2 separate regions of the Mus musculus genome follow, and region 2 is linked to region 1. A link is a contact called in public HiChIP or PLAC-seq data. All regions are on one chromosome and are shown on one strand. The core of a region is the stretch at or near the end of the contact, and the rest is flanking DNA. Distances in the headings are between cores, read along the strand shown.

The links. HiChIP or PLAC-seq counts read pairs in DNA pulled down with a chosen protein or histone mark.
Region 2: a contact with region 1 is called in an H3K4me3 HiChIP or PLAC-seq map of embryonic forebrain, with 6 times the contacts expected there. The contact joins the promoter of Ttyh2 here to the promoter of 2610035D17Rik in region 1. A contact is called at or near these places in 1 of 39 promoter capture datasets (embryonic stem cells) and 5 of 115 datasets of contacts at active chromatin or transcription factors (T-cell acute lymphoblastic leukemia, astrocytes, embryonic forebrain and 2 more).

Annotation. Positions count from the first base shown.
Region 1 is chr11:113,198,134-113,204,093 of GRCm38.p6, reverse strand. 2610035D17Rik (RIKEN cDNA 2610035D17 gene) reads left to right here and starts at 2,256. Exons shown (of 3, transcript NR_015556.2): 1 at 2,256-2,803. It overlaps 4732490B19Rik (RIKEN cDNA 4732490B19 gene), which reads left to right. Exons shown (of 4, transcript NR_040276.1): 4 at 1-779.
Region 2 is chr11:114,671,183-114,677,131 of GRCm38.p6, reverse strand. It overlaps Ttyh2 (tweety family member 2), which reads right to left and starts at 1,664. Exons shown (of 14, transcript NM_053273.2): 1 at 1,460-1,664. The coding sequence starts at 1,588. Rpl38 (ribosomal protein L38) reads right to left here. Exons shown (of 4, transcript NM_001362918.1): 3 at 5,276-5,398; 4 at 4,799-4,867. The coding sequence ends at 4,842.

The DNA of each region.
Region 1 (5,960 bases), core at 1,007-3,506:
GGTTCTCAGCCTTCCTAACGCTGCATGCGACCCTTTAATACAGCGCCTCGTGTTGTGGTGACTCCTCCCAACCATAGAATTATTTTTGTCGCTACTTCATGATTGTGATTTTGCTACTGTTCTGAATCCTGTTGTAAATATCTGATCTGCAGGATATCAGCTATGTGACCCTTGTGAAAGGGACATTTGGTTTCCCCAAAGGGTCATGACCCATAGGTTGAGAATGGCTTACTTATGGACTCTTTAGACATTCCCTCATTTAAGCCTCTTGAGTCTTGTAACAGGTGCAAGCCCACACCTGGCTTTCTCTTGTCCTATTAAATATGCATACCCTGTCTCAGAATCTAGGATCATCTAGGAGACAGGGCTCTCAGGAATCCTGTGAGAGAGTTCCTTGGTTATGCTAATTGGTATGGGAAGATCCATCTTAGTTGTGGGCAGGACCATTGCCTGGGCAGGGGTCCTCGACTGTCTAACAGGGAGCAGCAGGGTGAATTTACCCCTCTACTCTCTGATTGTGGATGTGGCAGGAACAGCTGCCTAAAGTTCCTGCTGCCTTCCTTTTTCATTACAAGGGACTGTACTTGAAATGTGAAATGTGAGCTAAAAGAAACCCATTCTTTTTTAAGATGCTAAAAAACCAAACCCAACCCCTTTAATATATATATAGTATATATATTATATGTATATAATATATATTACACTGCCATTTCCCATTTTATTTTTATGTGCTCACCCGCCACAAAAAAAAAAAATAGAAAAAATAAAGTGTTAGAACCATAAAAGCGATTGGTTTTGCATTGTCTTTTGCAACTGTGACCACTACCTGCAGTTAGTTCTTCTTTCCGTTATATTTTGGGCTTTCTTGTTCTCTTTTCTTCACGTTATTCTGTGCCCACGTGTACTTGTTTACGTGTATACACAGAGCTTTGGCTAGGTTCCTCATATGAAGCAGATGGCACGGCTTTTTCTTTCTGAGATTATATGACCTTGCTTAATATTATCCACTCTAAGCCCATCCATTTTCCTGCAAAAATTTTGAAATTTCAGTTTTCCCTAAGAGCTGAATAGTATTTCATTTTGTATACATACCAGATTCTCATTATCCATTTATCTGCTGATTGACATCTTGATTGAGGCTGGGTTTTTTGCTGTAGCAAATAAAGCATCAATAAACACCGTGTGTGTGTGTGTGTGTGTGTGTGTGTGTGTGTGTGTGTGTGTATGTGTGTGTGTGTGTGTGTGTGTGTGTGTGTGTATGTGTGTGTGTATGTGTGTGTGTGTATGTGTATGTGTGTGTGTGTATGTGTATGTGTGTGTGTGTGCAAAAAACTCTATGGTAGGATATGGACTTCTCTGGGTATATACCCAGGAGTAAAATTTTGGGTCATATGGGCAGCTCTATTTTCAACTTTTCGAGAAATCTCCCAACTGATCTACCTGAACACTGGCTGAATTAACTCCCCCTCCCACCAACAGTGAGTAAGGGCTACTCCCTCTGCCCAGCTTCTCCAATGTGTCCTGACAGACTTGTCGACAACAGTAATTCTCACTGGGGTGGGACAGATCTCATCAGAGTTTTATTTTGCATTTCCTTTATTATCCATCTGAGTTCCCTTTCCTCTTGGCTTTCCTCTCTCTCTCTCTCTCTCTCTCTCTCTCTCTCTCTCTCTCTCTCTGTCAATTCAGTTCAGCTGCCCGTTTCTTGATTGGCAGTTTTACCTCTTTGGTATTTAATGTCTGCGTTTCTTTGCAAATTCTAGATAGTAACCCCTTGTAGCTGGCACAGATTTCCCCCTTCTGTGGGCTGTCACTTAACTCTACAGGTTCCTTTGCTTTCCACAGCTTTTTGTTTTCATGCAGCCTTGAGTTGATTTATTTACAAGGTGAAAATATGCAATCCAATGTATGACTTTGTCTCCTTTGTCAAAAATTAAGTGGCTGTTTAGTGTCAGTTGCTTTTGACAGTATTTTATCACAGCAACGGAAAAGAAACTAAGGCAACGAGATAACTTCTAGAAGAAGAGATAAATTCCAGAACAGAATGGAATCTCTTCGTTACAAAGTTTGCGAAGGGAGGTAGCTGTGGTGAGTCTACCCTTTGCCAATATTCTCCATGAGCGGAAGGAGTAAGAAGACAAAACTACAACTCCCAGGATACCATTCGGCCAATCGACCACTTTACTCCGCCCTCTGGCCGTGCCCACCCGCAAACCCGTCTCTATAAAAAAGGCTGGAATGGCCCAACGGCTCGCAGAGCTCAGTGGTGGCGCAGAAAGTGTTCACTTCTTCTGTTTCGGGCTGTACGCTGTGGTTCTGCGCCTCCAGGGCTTTGCTGCCTGGCGAGCGTCCTCCCTGTACCACAGGATCCTTGCCCGACTACAAACCCGAGGCTTCTATTAGGATAGTCTGGATTCGCCATAGGGGTTTCTCCTAGCGCGGATTGTGTGTTTGCGTTGGCGATGCTCATAGAAGAAAGGCGCAGAGCTGTACGAGGAGGCGGGATGCACGGGTCAGAGCCCTCGGTGGCCTCCGCCCGCTGCTCTTGGCGCCGGTCCGCTCCTGGAGATAGCGCGGCAGCCGCCTGGGAGGCGAAGCGCGTAATCTCCGCGCTACCCACGCGGGGCCGCGGCGTGGTGGCCGCACTTTGGCTTTGGGCGCTGGATGGACAGTGGGGTAAAGGGTTGGGGTTCCCCTAACGTGGATTACTTGGTGCTTATCAACTGGATTTAGAAGACTCTCGACCTGGTCTCCATCATCCGTGGGTTGTCTTTCCATCTCCCAGCCGCTCTTTCACCTGGAGGTAAGTTTCCCCCCCGCAGTGCGCAGTTGTGGATTTGATTTGCCCTTCTTTAGCCTTGTGTTGGTTTTTGAAGGTTTAAGGATTGACGTCCGGGAAATCATTTTAGCAACCCTCAGGTGGACCCTACTAGCTCAGATCTCTGTAGTCAGCGGCTGTTCTGGGCTCATCGTCCTGTCCTGCGGCATGGATAAGCCATTGGTTACCCCGCGCCAGGACAGAGAGCGCCTGCCTTCTTGGCACTTGCCTTTTGGCAGGGTTGGTCCTTTGGGACCCTTTGCTTTGCTAGCCATGCCTCTCCAGGAAGCTGCCCATTGCACGCAGCGGGCTGCTGAGGCACAGTGTTTGCAAGAGGCCACGGGGGCTGGGTAGCCGTGGGAGCGCTTGGTGGATACTGCATTATTTTCAGGACTGGGCTGCTGTGGAGTTGATGGAGAGATGGGTATTGGCCACCATGTGAGTACAGTTTACCAGGGCAGGAATTTGGTCCAGTGTTTGCACCTACCATCCTCCTCCTCTTGGTGTGACTTTTATGATGAAGAAGACTTTTGCCTTAGGTCTTGAGACATAACTGTAAATCATAGGAGTCAGTACTCAATAATAGGTCTCTCTCCTCCTTGTCCTTTTGTGATTGCGTTGTAGTAGGGAGGTTGGTACCTGTCACGAGGTTGTCTGAGAGTAGGTGTTTGTTGAATGAATGATAGAGCTTCCCCACCCTAAATTACACCAGGTTCCTCTGTTTCCTTTTCCCTCCTGGGCTCTCACCCTTAATTCCAGAACTTTCCCCCTGGTCCTGGTTTCCTGGGGACAATTTCCAGATATGGATTTCTTCTCCCCTCCCCCACCGATCCCTGTCAGCAGTCCTGAGGTGTTCTTTTGGAACGTGTGTGTGTGTGTGTGTGTGGTGGTCCATTTCCCACCCCAGAACTCCCTCCAACAGAGGAAGCTATTCAGCCAGGGACTGGCTTTGGTGAGTGCCCAGGAGCCCTGAGGTCTCAGTCAGCACCTGCGCAAGGAGGGCAGGCTAGGCAGCATAGGAAGAAAAAAAAATGTTTTAAATGAAGTATTATGAGTCTTGACTGTCCTGCAGAAACTGGGGTCCTGCTGCCCCTGGTTCCACCCAGGTGCTTGTGGATGCCCAGGCTGGTTCTGGACGGTTCTCCAGTAAGAAGCGCTGTGTATCTAGCATTGTGGCGACCGGACGCTTTCTGCCAGGTGCACGTTTCTGTAGTTTCTTGTTGTATGGGGACGGGGAGAATGGGTCCTGGAGAGATCGTCTGTGGGTCCTTGGTCAGTGAGACTGGTTTCAAAGGGCCTCTTCTAGGGTCAGGCTGAGGGTGTACAATCCACAGTATTCGTGACTTTGTTTCCTGTTCATGTGCCTCTCCTCCGATCCCCATTTATGACTCTCGTAGCACTACTGAATTCTGCAGCCACCAAGCAAAGGATTGCTACTGTCTACTGTTGGATACTTAGGTATTTCCAAACTTAGCCCCAGCAAGCAAATGCCAAGGCGGGGGAGTCCCTTAGTACCTCAGTATTTCTCTGCACTTGGGAGGACGCATCTCGACTGGTTTCTAGAGATTGTCCTCTTTAAGTCTGTCGATTGAACGTTGGAGAAGCCTTACAAGTGGAAGACATTTCCAAGAGGGTTTAGAGGCGAAGGGCACCACTCATCTCTCACACAGCCTTTCTCTTAGGGAGGGGACACAGAGGCATGGGGCTAAAAACCACGAAAAGTTCACTGAGCCTGCCAGGCCTACCCACTTCCAAAGAGTCGTTCAACACCTCCAACCTCCAGGACCATTGGCTTGACCTTCTCCTGCGAATTATGCTAGCAACTGCTTCAGTGACCCCGCAGGTCTGTGTTTGCTAGGCAGCAGGATTTAAACTACTGCCTTTTCTTTAACATTAACCTTTGAATTGAGCACGGATCTAGATTTATAGGAAAGCGGCAAATACGGCCTCTCCCGTCTCCTTTCCCCAGATTCCCCACATGTTAACATCTGGCTTGCACCATGGTGTATTGATCAGGCCCCCGGGGCACCAACAAGGATCTGACGCTTCTGACCCACGATTCCTATTACCCCATTGGTGTCCCGAGTGGGGCCCGAACTCATCCTGTATGCTACAAAGCCATCTTGTAAAAATGGAGACTGAGGGAGCACAAGAAGTGGGTGGCTTTTGTTCCCAGAAGGCCTGAAATTGAGAGGCCACCTCCATCTCCCATCCATCCCCACTGACCCATCCTGTCTGACAGCTGCTGAACAGGATCAGGACACCCCACCCTCCACCCCCAAGGACCCCATGGGAGGCCCAGACGCCAAATGAAAGAGCCATCTCTCCGTCCCCGACTTCATCGAACTTCCACCAGGCATGTTGTTGAGTGAAAATTGGGTTATTAACCGATCTGTCCCAACACGTTTCTGGAGGCAGGAGATGGATAACATCCGGTGTGCGTGAGAGGAGCCCATGAGCAGCCTGCCCCATGGTTGAGTAGTATGTGGTGCAGTGCTTGCGCAGGTGACTCACGACCCAGGAGTGGCAGGTGTGTCAGGCCCCTGGCGTGCAAACCTCGCTGAGGTCGAATTTCCTGGTCGCAGCTAAAGGGACTGACAGCCTTGCTCTCGCCTCAGAGTGGATTGAGGGAGTTGTGGTTAAGAGAGTCTGTCTTTCTGTAAGAGATTTCCTTTGGGGGCTGGGGAGCCAGCGTGAAGGACTTTGGGAATGAAGGCCTTCACATACAAGATCATGTGTGAGAAGGTTGATTCTTGGCCTGCTGAAGCCCGTGTGTTGTCTCTCCTCAGCAAAGGTCCTACAGTGAGCAAATTCATTTTCTCTTCCTCCAGGAAGCCTCTCTGACTTCCTCGCCCCACACAGCTCCTCCATACGCCTTGTGCAGCGTAGGGCTGCCTGCTTCCGGCATAGCTCTGCTTCTCCAGTGTGGAGTGACTGGTTGCACAGAGCATTGATGACATCTGTATGAGGCTCGGCAGTTGGGAGGTCCCTTCGGTCCCAGGAGAGCATACATCTAGGGTCTGGCTGTTGGACTTGATTTTTCTTTGAGGATCCGGAATGTCCCCACCACCTGTACTATTTGATTGTTTTTGTTTTGTTTTGTTTTGTCTTGGATAGTCTGGGTCTCACTCTGTAGTCCAGG
Region 2 (5,949 bases), core at 415-2,914, 1.5 Mb before region 1:
CGGAAACCATATCCGTCCCCTTTTAAGCATTAGCTGAAGGAAGACTCCCTGGTGCTTTGCCAGTAGCCACCAGGCCTCAGGGAACAAGTCTTCCTTCCAGGGCCAGACAAGACTGGGGGGGCGAGGGGGGTCGGGGGTGGGGGGGGGCGGGGGCGGCTGCAGTGCCTAGGGCTGACAGTGCCTCCAGTAGCACAAAGGGGGTCCCATCCTCCCAGAAGAACAGAAACCAACAGCCCAAGCCCGCAAGTAGTAGAGCCATTGAAAGTTATAATTAGACTCTGGGGTACTGGCTCTTCTTGGGCAGAGCACAGCACACGGTTCGGGAGCCCCTGGCCTCAGAACGAGGACAATCTGGGAGGACAAGAAGCCACTCCTGGGCAGTCTAGAGAAGCCCTGCTCAGCCAGATGCCCCACTATGGAGATTAGGACACCGTGCCAACCACTGCAGGTCAAAGTCCAACATGAGCACAGTGCTCTGAACTAATAATGGGCCTCCTCCCAAGTCGCCTCAGCCCCTGAATCTTTGACCCAGCAGAGGGAACTGACTCAGCCGGGCCGCAGAGGCCGCCGTGGGTTTAACCGCGGCTGAGATCTGCTGAGAGACCGTTGCAGGGTCTGGAAAGGAGGTCAGAAGCCTGGACCTGACCTCCAAACCCGCAAGGGAACGTCCCCCTTCATCAGGGACAGTTAAGAAGTATAAAGATAAGGAGGGTAGCTGGCCCGGGAACCAAGACCTCAGAATTTCAGAGCCTAGAAGTTTATAGGGAAGGAACACCAGAACAGACGGGGTAGATGCTGGACGTGGTGCGAGACGGGGTGGATCTGAAGCCACCTTCCATCCTGGACTCCAACAGCTGTGGGGTTTTGGCATCCAAGAGATTAGTCACCCACGCCGCTTCTTTCAGCCCCGCAGCCTTTGTGAAGAAGCCAAGGCAGAGGTATTGGCAGTGGCTGCTACCCTTCAGGCTGGGGCTGGGGCTGGGGAAAGGAGCGCAAAGGACTCCGGAGACTCAAGTCGGTTTCTGCCTAAACTTTTTCTCAGGCCATCAGGGCCGGGAGAGAAATCGTCTGGTGTCGGGAGTCTCAGAAGGGGAACTTTGCAGCACCTCTAAGCACCCACACACCTCGGCCGCCAGTCACGCCGATTCAGATGCCCCACCCCCACTGTAAGTCTTTGGAAGGCTCAGCCCCCGCCACCCGAGCGCAGCCTCCGCGTCCTTCCTCTTCTTCCCCAGTGTTTCCAGCTTTACCAACTCCGAGATTTCCAGCTAGGTCGAGCGTCCCGGCCAAGGAACCCGGGAGAGCTGAGAGGGCCCAAATGGGGACCAAGGGGGTCTGAGAAGCGCGGAGAGCGCGGGATGCCGAGGCAAGAGAGAAAGGAGTGGGACCTGGGCGAGCGCAGGCCGGCTCTGGCTCTCACTCTAAGGGTCCCTCTCCGTGGCTCGGCTCATGGGCTTACCTCCTGGTAAGTTTCGTCGCCGGGGCTGAAGGTGCTGTCTACTCGCTGCAGGCGCAGGCCGAGGTGCGGAACGCTGTGCAGCCACACGACCCACCAGGGCGCGATGTACTCCACTCGCGCCGCCGGCATGGCTTGCACAAGCTGCAGCGGGTCCACTGCCCCTGCCAACGCCGCTACCACCACTACCCGGCTCGGAAGCGACCCGGCCCCGCCTCGCCTAAACCCCGCCCCATATCCAGCCCTAGGCGAGGACACGCCCCACCATGCACGAGGCTCTGCTCAGGTCCCGCCCCCACCTCGGGCCCTGCCCCACCCCTCCTCTTGAGCCAATTCCTGGACACACACACCCACTCCAGAAATTGGGCTCAAAAACATGCCCTGATCCTTGCTATCAACATCAGAATAGTGGCCCAGGTTTGATGGTGCGTGCCTTAGGATGGTAAGGCAGAAGGATCAAGAATTCAAAGGTCTTCCTCAGGTCTGTTATGAGTTGGAGGCCAGCCTGGGCTATGTGAGACCTGATCTTAAAAAAAAGGCAAGATTTTGAAAAAAAGACTAAAGAGCCAGTGGATAATTAGTAATCATTACCTAGGAGGCTGGGCTAGTCCCTAATTCATTCTACTATTACTATTATTATTATTAATTATTCCCCAGACTGGGCCTCACTATGCTTTCTGTCCTGGAACTCATTATGTAGAGCAGCCTGGCCTTGAAGCTGGGAGCACAAGGGTCTTTTTTTTTTTTTTTTTTTTTTTTTTTTTTTTGGTTTTTCGAGACAGGGTTTCTCTGTAGTCCTGGCTGTCCTGGAACTCACTTTGTAGACCAGGCTGGCCTCGAACTCAGAAATCCGCCTGTCTCTGCCTCCCAAGTGCTGGGATTAAAGGCGTGCGCCACCACCGCCCGGCTTGCACAAGGGTCTTAAGCAGGAGGTAGGTGGTGGGCAGGTACCAGTCAACACGTTAGGTGGCAAACTCGAGAGCCAAGTCAGGGCCAGGCTTGGTTGGGCACAGCGCTGGGGAGCCAGCTGGAGGGAGGATGCTTAGTGCTGCAGGCAGAGGAAGGAAAGGAGACCCCAGAGAGGGCAGGGAGAATTTCTAACTAGGTGCTGTGGTGCCCCTAAAACAGGCACTCTTGCTCTATCAAAGAACCTTGCTAGGAGTGCTTCCCTGCTCCCTGGCCGCTAGGACTTCTCACAGTCAGCTCTGTTCTATAGTTGCTAGAGCCTGGCTGCTACATCTGCCCCGGACAGCCGAGGCACCATCAACCCCCTAACCCACCTTGTTCTCACAGATGTCTCGCTAGTCCAGGATTGTCTAGGAATCCTCCCGAGCCTAGGACACCTAGTGATGAGCAAAGTCTCTTTCCAGTTTCCTGTCTTTCCACGTGTTTAGTAGGGAGGGGAGGCTCTAAACCTCGGTGATTATAAACACGTCCAGTGCTTTTGTCCTGAGCTGGCATGAGGGTGGCTAGCTTGGGGGGTGCCTCCACAGGGAACAGTTAGGCTGATGTCTCCAGAGGATTCCATGGTGGGTAGAAATCTTGTGGGGTGAGGGACTAATGGGCAGGGGAGAAAGGGAATCCAGTCAGGAAACCCCAAGATCTGCAGTGCAAGGGCCGGGCTGGGCTGTGGCTGCTTCCCAGTGGCCAGGGTCGGGGAGCGGCTTCTGAGTTGATGGAAATGTTCTGTGGACTTGAAAAGCCCACATCCCTGTACAGCTAAGACTTATAGGCCTACACCCAGTCTTTTCTAGTAAGACAGGTCTTGCTATAGTCCTGATTTCCTGGAACAATGTAGCCCAGGCTGGCCTGAACCTTGTAAGGGAAGTGAGGGCAGTTGAAGCACAGGGCTGACTTAGGTGCCCTCAGCCTTAGGACCTGATGTAGACCCCTGTAGCCAAGCAGAGAAATGTGAAGCAACTTCCCAGAGGCCCCTCTTGAACCTCAGTCACAGGCAAGAGATACAGCCTTAGCCAGAATCCCGAGGGCAGGGAGGTGCTGCCCGGTGTCCCGCACACCTGCCCTCAGTGACCCCAGGATGCCTCTGCTCACTTCCCTGTTAATTTTGAACCTGGTGCAGAGTCAGAGGGAGTAGTAATAAATACATGGCCACCAAGGGAGAGCTCAGTGCCAGGGCATTCCAGATGTGTGCTGACGCAGAGGTGAGGGAAGCCAACCAGGAGTGTACTACTGAAGAGCAGGCTGGGCCCTCAGCCTTGGTGAGCCCATCACCTGAAGGCACAAAGACATTATTCAGTCTCTGGAGCCAGCCTGGACCGCAGAAGCACACCCTAAGTGACTCAGGATTGGCAGGGTAGGAGGCGCTGCATGAAAAAGTGCCTTCAGCAGACCACAAGGCCAGACAAAGTCAGTCTCCTAGGAGCCAGAGGGAGCCTTTGAGAAATGAACTGGGGACAAAAACAAAACACCCAAAGCTGTAAACTGTCTCCCTTGGGAATCCCAGGCAACCACACTCCCATCCCACCCACTCCCCGGGGTAAACAAAACCCATGCCTCCCCAAAAAGCTCACAGCATATGCAAAAACCTCTTCCAGAAAGATCTTTACTTCTGGTTACAACCTGCTTGTTTAAGCATCTAGCTCAGCCTGCTGCAGTACATTTCCTAAAAGCAGAAAGCACTCCCAGTAGCAGTACATTAAATTGGGCACTGCACACCTATGGTCCCAGCACTCAGGAGGTGGGGGCAGGGTGGACTCAAAGTCAGCACCTGGGATGCATGTGCTATCTCAAAACAACCCCCTCCTCAGTTACGGGGTTTACTTACTGCGGTAGAGTGCCACCTGGTGGCAGGCCCAGTGGCTTTGACTTTGCCTGTCCCTTTTTAATTCTTGAAAATTGTCATGTTGTTTGCTTGTATGCATGTATGTGTACCGGGTGCGATGCAGTGCCCAGAGGCTCGGATCCCCCACCCCTGCCCACTCTGCAGTCCATGGTAAGGCAACCCCACAGAAACCATCCTTTCTTCAGCATTCACAGCGGAAGCCCATGCTTTCTTGACTTCACATTCCAGTCTTACAGAATGGAACACTCTTGCATCCAGGGGCTCCAAGGACGGCTCATCTGGCAGCTTCTCCCTCTCCCACATTCATCTCAGGTGACCCATCTCAAGGCCCACTTCCAAGCCTTGGGAGTATACACCAGCTCCCCTCCATGAAGAGCAAGCTCTTCCAATTGCCTTCCCAGGGTATTAAAGTTTCCCCAAACGTAGGCTAAAAGGAAGGCGATTCAACCACTGAGATCCCAGTTGAAGATGTGGGCTGCAGAAGGTGGCACTATCTCAACAGCACTACCACTTCCCCACCAGAGACTGAGGACACACAAAACACTTTTCAGGGTTTTTAATAGTCACACGCAGAGGGCTGGTTCATTTCAGATCCTTCACTGCCAAACCTGGGGAAAGAAAAGATTGATGGTTGACATGACTCCTTCCGGAGCTACCAGGGCGCATTACAAGGCCCTTCCCTCTGCAAACCCAGGATTGTCAATCAGATCAACCAGTTCTTTTGTTTTGGTTTTTCGAGACAGGGTTTCTGTGTGTAGCCCTGGCTGTCCTTTAACTCAGAAATCGGCCTGCCTCTGCCACCCAAGTGCTGGGATTACAGGCATGCGCCACCACTGCCTGACTCAGAGTAGGTCCTTTTGAGAATTAAATAGATTATAATCTGCCTGGGACCAAGGAAGCCATTTCTGGGATCAGATAGAACCTAAGAAACTCAGTCATGGCAGACACCTCACAGTCACCACAAAGTGGCTCCCCTAATGCTGCCCATGCCACTATTCTCCCTCAGGCGTACTCACCCGGGGGTAGGGACTGCTTCAGCTTCTCTGCCTTTTCCTTGTCTGTGATAACCAGGGTGTAAAGGTACCTGCTGCAGCGAACCTTGAACTTCACATTATCCTTGTTCTTCTTGATCTTGACAGCTGCCAAGGAAACCACAATTAAGGATGAGAACTGGTGCAGAATCACACAGGTCATGTTCTTAAGTGGCTGGAATTTTCAGTCACCGCCACCTCAGACTTCCCTCTGCTCAGTGAGTCTTGGGGTTACTCAATTCATTTGCGCATGCACACAAAACCTGCACTCAATACACTAAACACAGCACCGCAGAACATTCTAGAATGACCCATGACCTTTCTAAAAGGATAGCCTATAGAGGAAAGAAATGAGTTATCTTCTCTGGTTAATAATTTTCCAGCCTTCCACTTCTGGCAACCAATTCTCCATACAAGGACACTGGATGCACAGGATGGCTTTTAGGATGCTCCATTCCAGTGTGCAGGGAAGCACCTCTTACACTTTTGTGGAACCTGGCTCTTATTTTATAGTTATGTGTAAACGCATGCCCGTGTGTGGGCACTGGCACGTGGGTGCAGATGCCTGGGTGCAGAAGAGGTCGTCACTGCTACAGGCAGATTAGAGCGGAAGGATGCTGGGAACCAAACTCTGCAGCAGTAGTAAGGGCTCTATAAAG